Linked DNA regions of Ovis aries: region 2 is linked to region 1. A link is a contact called in public Hi-C data. All regions are on one chromosome and are shown on one strand. Each heading gives the region's core, a stretch centred on a gene start, on an enhancer-like site or on the middle of the called end of the contact. The rest is flanking DNA. Distances are from core to core; before and after follow the strand shown. Region 1 overlaps SFXN3 (sideroflexin 3). Region 2 holds the start of TLX1 (T cell leukemia homeobox 1).

Region 1 (5,921 bases), core at 2,055-4,554:
GGCCCCAGTGAGATCCTCTAAGAGCACCTTCCTGCTTCCCGCAACCAACCGCCACCAGTAATAAAAGCTATGGTGCCGTTGTTACTCGGTAAACTGAACACCTGTCTGTTTCTTCTTTGTCACTCAATTCCATGTCCTGAGTGCCAGGGAAGAGCCTCCTTTCTGCAGTTTTCTGTAGGGAGCCTTCTCTCCCTACAAAGTTCAAATCTTAGTCTTTTCCTTTCCCATTTGTAGGGAGCCTCAGACCCCAGCAGAGGGCGCTCTGAGATTAGAAAAATCAATCTTCCATCAGCACCCAGAGTACTAAAGGAAGGATGCAGGTAGATAGATGATGGCTCCACCTCCTATTCCCTTGAAGGAGAGGGGAGCTGGAGTGGGGGCCGGGGGTGGGAAGGGGCTGATCGCACACCTACAAATCAACTCAGGCTTCTTGGTTGTCTTCAGTCATTTGGCATGGGATGTGGTGGTAACCTCTAAGAGAGGAAGGCTAGAGGAATAAGGACTGCCTAGCTCTATCAGAGAAGTTGTTAGAGTGCCACACACCTCTACACACTCCTTTTTTCCCCCAACCTAAAGTTCTCACAGTAGGTTGTCAAGAGAAATCTTTAGGAATCTTTAGGACTGAATGGTCCCACAACAGCCTCAGGTGACCTGTTACCTGGCCTGAGCTAACCCATTCCTTGTGGAAAGTAGTTTACTTGATGGACAGTAGGGGGTGATGCTAGCTAATGCTCATTGAGTCCTTCCAGTCATGCCAGGCAGGCTTAATGAAACTAAGTGCTGTAAGTCCGTTGTGTCTTTTGAGCTCCACAACCACCCTTGTGAGGCCAGATATATTATGTCCATTCATAGCAAGAAAAATGCAGGAAACCCATGGTTCAATCCCTGGGTTGGGAAGATCCTCTGGAGAAGGGAGTGGATACCCACTCCAGTATTCTTGCCTGGAGAATTCCATGGAGAGAGGAGCCTGGCAGGTGACAGTTCATGGGTCGCAAAGAATTGGACACGACTAAACGACTGTCACTTTCACTATAGCAAGAAAACAGACTTATTAAGACATTAAGAAAATTGCTTACAGCTATACAACTATCTGGTGGTGGAATCAGGATTCAAGCCAAGTTGAGTGACTCTGAAGCCTGGCTATCCTTTTTCCTCACCCACCAGTTAAACTTGAGATCATTCTTCTAGTCCTTTTGACATTCCAGGGCATCTCCTCCCTGGCCCAGTTTGTTTACAGGGCAGTAAAAATTGACAGACCTTTTACCAAAGCCACTGAAGAGTTTCCAAGCTTGAGGGTTTTATAACAAGGAGTATAAGCAAAGATTCCTATTCTTGATTAACTATGGGATGACAGTTAGATAACCAGTTTCAATTGCATCCTACTAGGGAACAGTGTCTCCCACCAAGCCCAGCTGGCACCCTGGGTCAAATCTTGAAACCTCTTTCTACAGTTATAGCTTTGGCCATTGGCAATCCCCTTGAAAAGAGGCCTTACACTTTACTGGAAAATCTAGGCAAAAGAAATCCACTTAGGAAGTGAGATGCAGGAATCTTCGTAAAACAAAATCATTAAGAACATTTAGTAACAATTATTGTACTCTGCAGATAATACTAAACCACGTTAGAGAGAAGACTGGCCAAGGCACCAGTGGGCCAGTTAGTAGGAAGGCTTCTCTGCCACCAAAATTCCTAGTTTCACACCAGCTTCTGAAAAGAAAAAAAGTTTGGTTTAGGTTAACTTCACAGGTTCTTTAGGGGAAAATCCTAGTGAGGTATGCTTTCCAAACTGCTTCCACATGCTTGGAATTTTCTTTGGAAGCTAGCATTTGGGCAGAGATAGCACTTTACTCACTGGAAAGTAATCTGCCCCATTCTTGGGTCTCCTGTCTTCCAGTGCTCAAACTCCGGGAACCTTCTCTGGGAACTTGTATCAGTATCCTTGGCCTTCCTCCCCAGCCTTCTTCCTCTCTCCTGGTCCATGTTCTAAGGGGTAAAAATGGCTTGGATCTGGAGGCCTGGCTTACCCTGGCTATAAGGAGGGAGCCAGGGTCTGTTTTCCTTGGCCACTGGGGCTAACGAGTTTGACATCATTTATTATTTTTTTAATGTATATATTTCCAATGGAGGCCAACATATTTTCTTCTTCTTTAATTCTTTCTTTAAATTAGAGGATTATTACTTCACAGGATTGTTATGGTTTTTGCTACCCATCAATGTGAATCAGCATTAGGTATGCATAGGTCCCTTCCTTCTTGAACTCCCCTCCCACCTCCCTCCCTATCCCAACCCCTTGAGGTTGTCACAAAACCCTGGCTTTGGGTTCCCTGCATCATATATCGAACTCCTGCTGACTATTTTACATATGGTAATATATATATGTTGAAAATAGTGGCAGACTTTATTTTTTGGGGCTCCAAAGTCACTGCAGATGGTGACTGCAGCCATGAAAGATGCTTACTCCTTGGAAGAAAAGTTATGACAACCTAGACAGCATATTAAAAAGCAGAGACTTTACTTTGCCAACAAAGGTCCGTCTAGTCAAGGCTATGTTTTTTCCAGTAGTCATGTATGGATGTGAGAGTTGGACTATAAAGAAAGCTGAGCGCCAAAGAATTGATGCTTATGAACTGTGGTGTTGGAGAAGATTCTTGAGAGTCCCTTGGACTGCAAGGAGATCCAACCAGTCCATCCTAAAAGAAGTCAGTCCTGAATATTCATTGGAAGGACTGATGTTGAAGCTGAAACTCAAATACTTTGGCCACCTGATCCGAAGAGCTGACTCATTTGGAAAGACCCTGATGCTGGGAAAGATTGAAGGCAAGGCTGGAGGAGAAGAGGACGACAGAGGATGAGATGGCTGGATGGCATCACTGACTCAATGGGCATGAGTTTGAGTAAATTCCGGGAGCTGGTGATAGACAGGGAGGCCTGGCGTGCTGCAGTCCATGGGGTCACAAAGAGTCGGACACGACAGAGCGACTGAACTGAACTGAACTGAATATATATGTTTCAGTGTTATTCTCCCAAATCACCTCACCAATGTCTGCGTAGGACAGGCGGTTCGGGTTAGCTTTAACTCCTGCCCTATGGACTTATGGCAATCAGACTATCCTAGTCCCGCCCTGGCTGGTGCCCTACTTGTTAAAACCAAGTCCTATTTCCTCCCAGTCAAGCTTGTCAGTCTCAAGCCAACCCGCCCCTGCGGCCGCTTGGTCGTAAGCGAGCCACGCCCCTCGCGAGGAACATAACCAGTCAGAAGCAGAGTCCCGCCCCTGCTGTGGCTCCCGTCAGTCCAAGTTCGGTTGGCTCCGCCTCCTCCCTATTTCCCCGGCAACGGCTTTAGCGCAGCAGGTTGAGGATACAGTTCTCTACGCCTACCTGAGCTTGGAACCTGCGTCACGGGTCACAGATCCGCTTCGTTGATCATCTGGGTCCTGGGCCGTTAAATCCGCCAAATCCCCTCCCTAGTTCCCAGTTTCGAAACCCACAAGCTCCCCAGCCTCCGCCTTTTGACTTCCCGCCCAGAAACATGCGAGGTTTTCGAGGAATCAAGCGAGGCCCTTCCTGGGTTCCAAGGCCTGTTTGTTTGTCCTACCCCACCCCCCCCCCACACCCCCCACCATCCCCACCACCCCGCAGCGGCCCGTGAGGCTGTTGACTCTGCATCTTGCGCCTTCCGTCGTCTCTCCGTCTCTCTGCCCGTGCATGCCACAGTTCAGTAAACTCTGCTAAGTGTGGCTCTGTGCCCAGCGCTGAGTAGAAATGGACTGTTGGGTGAGGAGTCCCATCCCACCTGCTGGCACACAGCCAGTGCTCGGCAGGCGGGCCCCTCTTCGTCAGTCTCCCTGCATGTTGCACTGATCTCGGGTCCTGAAGCCGAACAATCTTTTGCTAGAATTCGTGGAGGAACCTCGAATCAGTTGTATCATTTTCCCAAAGAGAGCCTCTGAAGCTGCCCCCTTCACTCTTCTTTTATAAATATGTTTTCCCTCACTGGCAGCCACAGCCCAGGCTGCCAGAAGGACCATAGCAGCCGCAACAGCCTCCTCAAGCTTTCTCCTTCCAGTCTTCCCAGCAACATTTTGCAACTGAATAACAAGGACCAGGAGAATGGGGGAGGAACTGTGAATAATTTAGGCTATTCACACAACTCTGTCCTCGCCACCATCCCCTCACATCCACTAGGAAAATAACTCCATCTGTAACAGGCAACACTGCAGCTCCTTCAGGGTAAAGTGCTTGTGAAACAAGAATTTGCTATTTCAATCTATAAATTAACCACCTATGCTATTTTCTGACTGAAACCCTCCCCTCCTCTGTCACTAGCAAATCCTCAACTTTTATTTCCCAGAAGGAGCACTACTGGTTTGGGTTATAGTTGAAGTTATTTGTGGACAGCAGTAGAGAATGATTGTGGATAGCTTCATTCAATTGAAAGGATTCTGCCATAGCTCTCAGAACCAGAGATGGAGCTAATCAACCAGGCCTTAGAAAGGGCAAGAAACTGAGCAGCTCCAGAGGCCTCAGCGATGGCAGTACTGAGACACTGTCATAAAGGTAACAGCTTCAGTCCCTCTGTTCAAGTTTCAAAAATTGGTGCAGCTTATATCAGTTGTCTGCCCCTAGGAAGTAGCCAGAGGTCAGGGTCAAGTTGCAAGGGCATTGTGCATCATTACTTTAGGTCCCTCTCTGTGGTTGGGGCTGTTCTCAAAGAAGGGCAATTATCGTGAGCTGGGAATTAACCTGAGTGGTATTTGCTACAGTATGTTTTCCTATTGATCCTATACAAATGCTTCTCTCCAGTTTAAATGAAAAAGCTGAGGGCAGGCATCATATCTTCACTTTTTTTTATTGTGATTAAAAAAACACGTAAGATAAACCTTACCATCTTAATCATGTTTAAGTGTACAGTTCAGTAGTGTTAAGTATATTCACGTCATTGTGGAGTAGATCTTCATAACTTTTTCATCTTGCACATCTGAAGCTCTATACCCATTAAGCAACCACTCATATCTTCACTTTCCTGTGCATGCCCACTGCACCTGTAATAGTGCCTGATCCACAGTAGGTACATGATACATGTTTCCTGAATAAATGAATGTGGAATCCAAAAGTGCTCTAAACCACACTCAGATATTTGTCCAAGGTTAGTTTACTGACACAGTGGCTCTCAATCTATTTTACTCCTCAACAAACTTAAAAGACATGACATATTCACAACAGAAATAGTGGCTCACAGCTTCAGGGATTTCCAGCTTATCCTCCCAGGGAGGTGTGTCAGAATCTGGGGGGTAATGTGACTTGATAAGTCCCCTAGGCAAAGTGAAGCTTGTTCCTAGAGATGTTCTAACATATGATAGCCAGCAAGAGAGGGAACTCAGCCCTCCCTCTCTGCGTCTCTCTAGGAGTCTTAAATGCAGGGAGGTGGGGACAGAATATCTAACATGTAATCAGAGCCACTGTCTCCAGCTCTGTTGTCTATCTGCTTCCTTCTACATGCCAGTGCCTTTTCCTCTTGGCAGTTTCTGTGGTGCTGACCTGCCAGTTCTTGGGACTGGCTCTGAGCTGCCATCTTTTTTTTTTTTTTTTTTGAGCTGCCATCTTTTAAGGTATGCTGGGAAAGAGACAGCACCTCATTCTTGTTCGGTTTCCCACAGCAGAGTCTCTGGTGATACACTTTCATTGTCATGACCTCCTTTCCAGGGTATCACGGCACAGTAGGATCAGGGGTGGTGGTGGGTAGTGGTGAAATAAGATTAAGCAACTGCTTTTTATGCTTATCAAGGCTTCTGTGTCTGGTTTGTCCTGCTAGACTTGATCATCACTGCTAGTGATTTTCTTTCAGAGCCACATTCTGCATGCTGGCTTCTAACACCTGAACCCCCAGGCTATCAGACTCCCCTGTTTATATCTGACCCATA
Region 2 (5,921 bases), core at 944-3,443, 82 kb after region 1:
TTAATTTATCCATTCATCAGATGATGGATATTTGGGTTGTTTCCACACTTTGGCCATTATGAATAATACTGCTATGAACATTCATTCCGTTTTCTTAATTATTTAAGACTGAGGATGTTTCTATTAATTTCACAAGATTGTTGTGAGTCTTAAATGAGATCAGTGCCTGGCACACTAGTTTCTCAGCAAAATATTTATGTTTATCTCCGCTTTAGTTCCCTCAAGATAAGAGACAAGAGACTCATTCAGGTTCAAACAACTTCCAAAGGAAGTCTGGAACCTCCTGTGTAGAGGTGTAGTATGCCTGCCTGGGAGGGTGGAGAGGAGAGAACTGGCAAGGGAATAGAGTTCTTTCTCATGTTTCTGCTTAATGTTTACAAATGACCACCAGCTTCATACTTGGCTTTTTCTTGAGGGGCCTTTGTCCACCTGCCTGGAGCCCAAGCAAGATTTTTCCCATAGAAATGTGCCACAAACCAGCAGCCAGCTTTCCAGGCCAACCCATAAAAGCAAGTTAAACCCCACTCCTTCATCCTGATCAAGTCATTTAGCCTTGCTGAAATGTGGTTTCCTTGAATCCATAAAATGGGAATAATCCTTGTCTTGAAGACTTGGTGTAGAGTTTACGCCCTACATAACACTTTCCACCATCTGGCTTATTGTGCTTGCTTCTCTGTTTACTGTCTCACTCATGCTGTGGAATATAACCTCCATGAGGACAGGAACTTTGTTTTGTTCACTGCTGTTTTCCCAGTGCCAAGAACAGCGACTGACACGTAGTAGATATTAAATAAAATATGTGTTGAATAAAGAGGTTCTTTCATTCATTATTTACCCAAGATAAGTATATTTCATGGGTTGGGGCTGCACTCCACAGGGAGGAACAGAGATGAAGAAACCATTCCCTGCCTCCATGGAGCTCTCTTCAGGTTACAGTAACACATATGGCCAAAGCAAGTAAATTGCAATGAGACTTGTTAAGCAGAATGTGAGCCACCACATTCTAGCATCTTGTCTGATAGACAGCCCCTCCCTGAAGACCTGTTGAATCTGAACTAGAGCAGAAATAGATCCCAAGTGATCCAACCTGTGCCCTTACTAGGGCTTGGCGCCTAGGAGGGAGCAGACATTTCTCTGCTAAAGAGGAGAAAGAGAGGAAGCAGAAAAAGGGAGTTTCCTTCTTCTCTCCTGGGCTCTAAGCCAGTCAGCCACAGGCAAAACTTTGAAAAGGCCTAAATTTGTCCTGCTGTACTTCCCTGATCTTGGTCCCACCATACCCAGCCCCCACTGCCTTAAGCCCCTAGGCCTCCCTTCCAAGATTCCAAAAGTAAGAAAATAATTCCTTCCCCTTGCTACAATCCAAAGGTTTCTTGCTTGGAATAACCAGCCCTGGTGAAAGCAATCTGATTGAATTCATTCGCATACTGTGGAAACTGCTTCTTGGGACTTCTATTTAAAAGGAAAGGAGGTATCTTGGGCACCTCCGAAGCAGGCCCCAAGCCAATTCCTCTGACTTGTGATTGCCTTTTAGGAAGTTTCTCTTCCTCAGTTTCTCTAAATAGGCTGAGGTGAGGTTGCTGCTGACTTTTTCAACAACACATAGCCACTGTTCATAAGCCCTTGTTTTAAAAGACAATCCTGAACTCACCTTCCTGTCTGGGAGGCATACCCCGGGGAGCAGGCAGCCTTCTACTTTCTAACAAGCCAGACAAAATTGGGAGTAAATCCTCTGGTTGACAGACTGGAGCTTCCCGGCTGAGCCCCTGGGGAGATTCTCCGGTAGCGCTGGGTGCCCCTTCCCCACAGGCCTGGTGGGCGAGCTCCTCCGGCCCAGTTCTAAGCGAGGAGGTGGCTCCCGCCAGGCGGGGAAGAGGGCTCTGACCTCCACCTCCTTGAGGCCATCTGTCTTTCCGTCTCTGGGAATGCCAGCCTCCTATTCTTTCTCCTTTGAAGCCTCTGGTTCGCCTCTTCCCTCTCCTCCCGAGCTACTTCTCTGAGCTTCGGGCTCAGTCCCTCCGTCTCTGGCTCCTAAGTCTGTCTCCGCTCCAGGCTTTCCTCTCGCCTTCTCCGCCCCTCCCCCGCGCTGTCATTCACCCCGCTCCTCTCCGCTCACAGCCAATGGAGAGACCCGGCCGAAACTGAGAGGCTAGCTCGCACCGGGCTTTTTCGCCCGGTGATTGATGTCCCAGAGTCAACAGCGACCGAGCAGCCGGAGAGGGGAAGGAGCAGCCGGAGAGGGGAAGAATACCGCGCCCCCTCTCTCCTTCCCCTCCGCAACCCCCCCCCACTTTAGCCCTTCTGCGCACTTCGCCTCCAAGTCTCCACGCAGCCAGGAGCCGCTGCCGCCTCCGCGCCGCCGCGCGCTGTCCCCGAGCCAAGCACAGAGAGTGCCACCGCCCAGGCCCCCCCCCCCCCGCCGTGGGGCCGGGGTCGGGGGCCAGCATGGAGCACCTGGGTCCGCACCATCTCCACCCGGGCCACGCGGAGCCCATCAGCTTTGGCATCGACCAGATCCTCAACAGCCCAGACCAGGGCGGCTGCATGGGGCCCTCCTCGCGCCTCCAGGACGGAGAATACGGCCTTGGCTGTTTGGTTGGAGGCGCCTACCCTTACGGCGGCGGGGGCCCCGCAGCCGGGCCGGGGGCCGGGGGCGCGGGGGCCTATGGCGCTGGAGGCCCGAGTGGCCCGGGTGGCTCGGCGGGCGGCGGCGGCGGCGCGTGCAGCATGGGCCCGCTGGCCGGCTCCTACAACGTGAACATGGCCTTGGCGGGCGGCCCCGGTCCCGGTGGCGGCGGCGGCGGGGGTGGCGGCGGCGGCGGCGGGGGCGCGCTGAGTGCTGCGGGAGTGATCCGAGTGCCTGCGCACAGGCCGCTAGCTGGAACGGTGGCCCACCCTCAACCTCTGGCTACCGGTTTGCCCACCGTGTCCTCCGTGCCTGCCGTCCCGGGCGTCAATAACCTCACCGGCCTCACCTTCCCCTGGATGGAGAGTAACCGCAGATACACAAAGGACAGGTTCACAGGTGAGTCCGGCCCGCGCGCGCCCCGCCTGGCCGCGGCCCCGGCTCTCCTCTACCCCTCCTCCGCCCCGGGGCTCCCTGCAGCCCCCTCTGCGCCCGGCCGCCCGGCTCTTCTGGGTGCTTCCCCCAAGTTCAGCCGCCCGCCGCCTCTCTCGCGGAATCGACTCGCTGGAAGAGTTCTCCCAGCCTGGGCCCCTCTCCGTCTCTCCCACAGGACCCCCTGCTCTGAGAAGTTCTGCCTGATCCCCTCTTGGAGTCCCTGGGCCGGTCAGGCGAAGGGAAGGGGTTGTAGCTTCGGGACTACCTTCTGCCGGCATTTGGGGCTCAGGGATCTTGGAGAAAGGGGCGCGAGGTGAACAAGCTGTTTCTTCCGTCCTGGCAGACGTTGTCTGGCCGAGGCGGCGAATCCCAGAATCAGACTCAAGGGAAACAGGTTCCCCACCTTCCTTCCCCTACACACACACACACACACACACACACACACACACACACACACACACACGCACGCACATACTCTGCTCTCCGAGGTCCAGTGCCCGTCGCGCTACCCGACCCGATAGAGGCCGTGAGCCGGAGTTAAGACGCAGAGCTGGCCGGCCTTTCTTCCCGGACTGCGGGCCCCGTCCGGGTCAGTGGCAGCGACTAGGCTGAGCCGCCCGCTCCGTTTTCGTTCTGTCCCGGCTCGGCGTCCTCCGCTCTGGGCCCAGCCTCGTTTCCTCTGGCGTGAATAACGCACCGGCCAGGCCCGTGATCGATCGGCAGCCGAAAGAACCCCTGGGACGATAACGCACTCGGCGGTGGCCGTCTGCCCTCCTCTCCGCTGCCTGCTCTGCGCCTTGCTTCTGCCTGCCTCGGCTCCCTCCGCTCCTGCTTCCGCTCACGGCACTCAGCTTTTGCTCCTGCGCGGGTCCTTTTCCACGCCGCCTCACTTCCCGCCGCCCCTAGTGTTCCCTGGATGTGAGACTGCCATCTTCCCGCCAGGCCAGGCCAGGCCCCCAAGTCCGCTGGGAAACAGCCCTGAATTGAGCCTGGGTTCCCGGCGGGGCCTTAGAGAGGAAGCAGGAGGCACAGGCGGCTGCCTAGATCGACCACGACGTGGGATTCCCGTGGGGCTCGGGCTCCAGGGCCCAACGGTAGAAGGGGAATAGGCAGTTAAGAGCTAGACCCTGGGCTAGGGTCGTGTTCCAGCCTTGAAACCTTGGCCCAGATTCTGGGTCAGTGGCAAAGAGGGGTGGAGGAAAGCAGAAGATCCATTCCACTGTGGGCCTCAAGAAGGGCCCCTGTGACCCAGCCCAAGTCCTCTCATTCCTGGGGAGGCAGAGCCTAGTGCCCCGTCCTACTCCCCCAGCCAGGCCAAGCTAATCTTAAAGGGCCCTGATGGAACACCACCACCACTGCCAGCCTGGAACCACTGGGAACCCACTGGTGGAAAGGTGCTCCACATAGCCCACTGAGGGGAGCCACAGCCTGCTCTAACCTTGCTTCAGCCCTAAAGAAGGCTCAGAAGGAGCTTATGGCTGTCACCTTATGCATCTGTCTCTGTGCCTGTGCTTGCCTGTGTGTCAGCTTGTCTGGGTCTGTAGAGCTCTAATTTGTCCCCTGTTGTATGTGATGTGTCTGTATGTTGGTGTGTAATGGAGGCCTCAGGTCAGGATCCAGGATTCCTGGCCTTGACCAAGGATGGTCTCTTACTGTTGAGCAGCTTCTCTGAGGCTGGAGGCCTGGGGCTATGAGGGGAATGCAACCTTTAGCTCGCCTTGGACATGCCCCTCAAAAAGACTGCAGAGCCCATGGCGTCGGCCTGGCGGGCCGCTGGGTGGGGGGCCATTTCAGGCTTGGAGCTGAGGGCTGACAGGAGGACCACAGCCCTGCTTTTGGGGTCTAGCCGCTGGGCTTGCTGACTCGCGGGGTGTCGGGCCTGGGACGCCTCCTGACGCTCTGCCGCTTGCCTCTGCCGTCTGTCTGTCTCTCCCGCTCCAGTGGCCCTCTCACCCTTCACTGTAACACGCCGTATAGGTCACCCCTATCAGAATCGGACGCCCCCCAAGAAGAAGAAGCCGCGCACGTCCTTCACGCGCCTGCAGATCTGCGAGCTGGAGAAGCGCTTCCACCGCCAGAAGTACCTGGCCTCGGCCGAGCGCGCCGCCCTGGCCAAGGCGCTCAAAATGACCGACGCGCAAGTCAAAACCTGGTTCCAGAACCGGCGGACAAAGTGGAGGTGAGCTGGCGGGTTTGGGCGGTACAGTCTCTGGTTCCAGGCCTCTCCTGGGGAGTTCACACTCCTTCGATCCCTGCCTTCCGATGGTTCTGGTTCGGAGGAGCGGACCGCTCTGCTAGGCTCGAGGGGAGTGGGAAGCAACGGTGGCCGATCACCGGATGGGGCCGGAGAGCCCCTGCTGTTTTGCTTTCCGGCTTTCTGGCCTGCACACTCAGTGCGGTTGTAGACGCGGCTGGTCTCTGCCGCTGCTTGGGGTATAAGTCTGGATTTAAGCAGTCTACGCCCGTCTGGGCTTCCGAGATCAGCGAGTCCTGAGGGACTTTTTGTTTGCGCAGACTTACGGGCACAGAGATGCCTCTTCTATCCTGGAAACCAGAGGCAGAATAGCACGCTCCCGGTTCCTGCGCCCCAGCCGGGGCTCCTGCTGGAGCGCCTGGGGCCCCAGGCCGCGAGCCCGGTCCCTGCTGTCTCCCTCCTCCCTAGACGCCTGGCCTGGGCGCAGCGGGTCCCCTACCCGGGAAGGGGAAAATCAATCTGCGCCGCCTGCGGCGGGGTTTCCCAGGGTCCCACTGAAAGGGGGATCAATCAGGAACAGATGGGTATGTGTGTGTAAGAGAGAAACATTTTCTCTTATCCCGTCACACACCCACAGCTACACTCGTTTTCCGCACAAGCAGGCGCTTT

What was found. A called contact is a pair of places that touch in the nucleus more often than the background predicts.
Region 2: a contact with region 1 is called in a Hi-C map of tail adipose tissue, with 2.1 times the contacts expected there. The contact joins the promoter of TLX1 here to the enhancer-like site in region 1. A contact is called at or near these places in 4 of 16 Hi-C or Micro-C datasets (liver, muscle, omental adipose tissue and 1 more).

The regions. Positions count from the first base shown.
Region 1 is chr22:21,635,502-21,641,422 of ARS-UI_Ramb_v3.0, forward strand. SFXN3 (sideroflexin 3) reads left to right here. Exons shown (of 11, transcript XM_060405137.1): 11 at 1-98. Among named protein-coding and RNA genes, the nearest start is that of SFXN3, 9.9 kb to the left of the region's middle. Within about 2 kb of position 3,305, at least 21 of the 54 cell types and tissues checked have an H3K27ac peak or open chromatin away from gene starts, as enhancers often do. A contact at or near this core is called in liver and tail adipose tissue, where this site is marked.
Region 2 is chr22:21,719,023-21,724,943 of ARS-UI_Ramb_v3.0, forward strand. TLX1 (T cell leukemia homeobox 1) reads left to right here and starts at 2,194. Exons shown (of 3, transcript XM_027960454.3): 1 at 2,194-3,022; 2 at 5,036-5,237. The coding sequence starts at 2,443.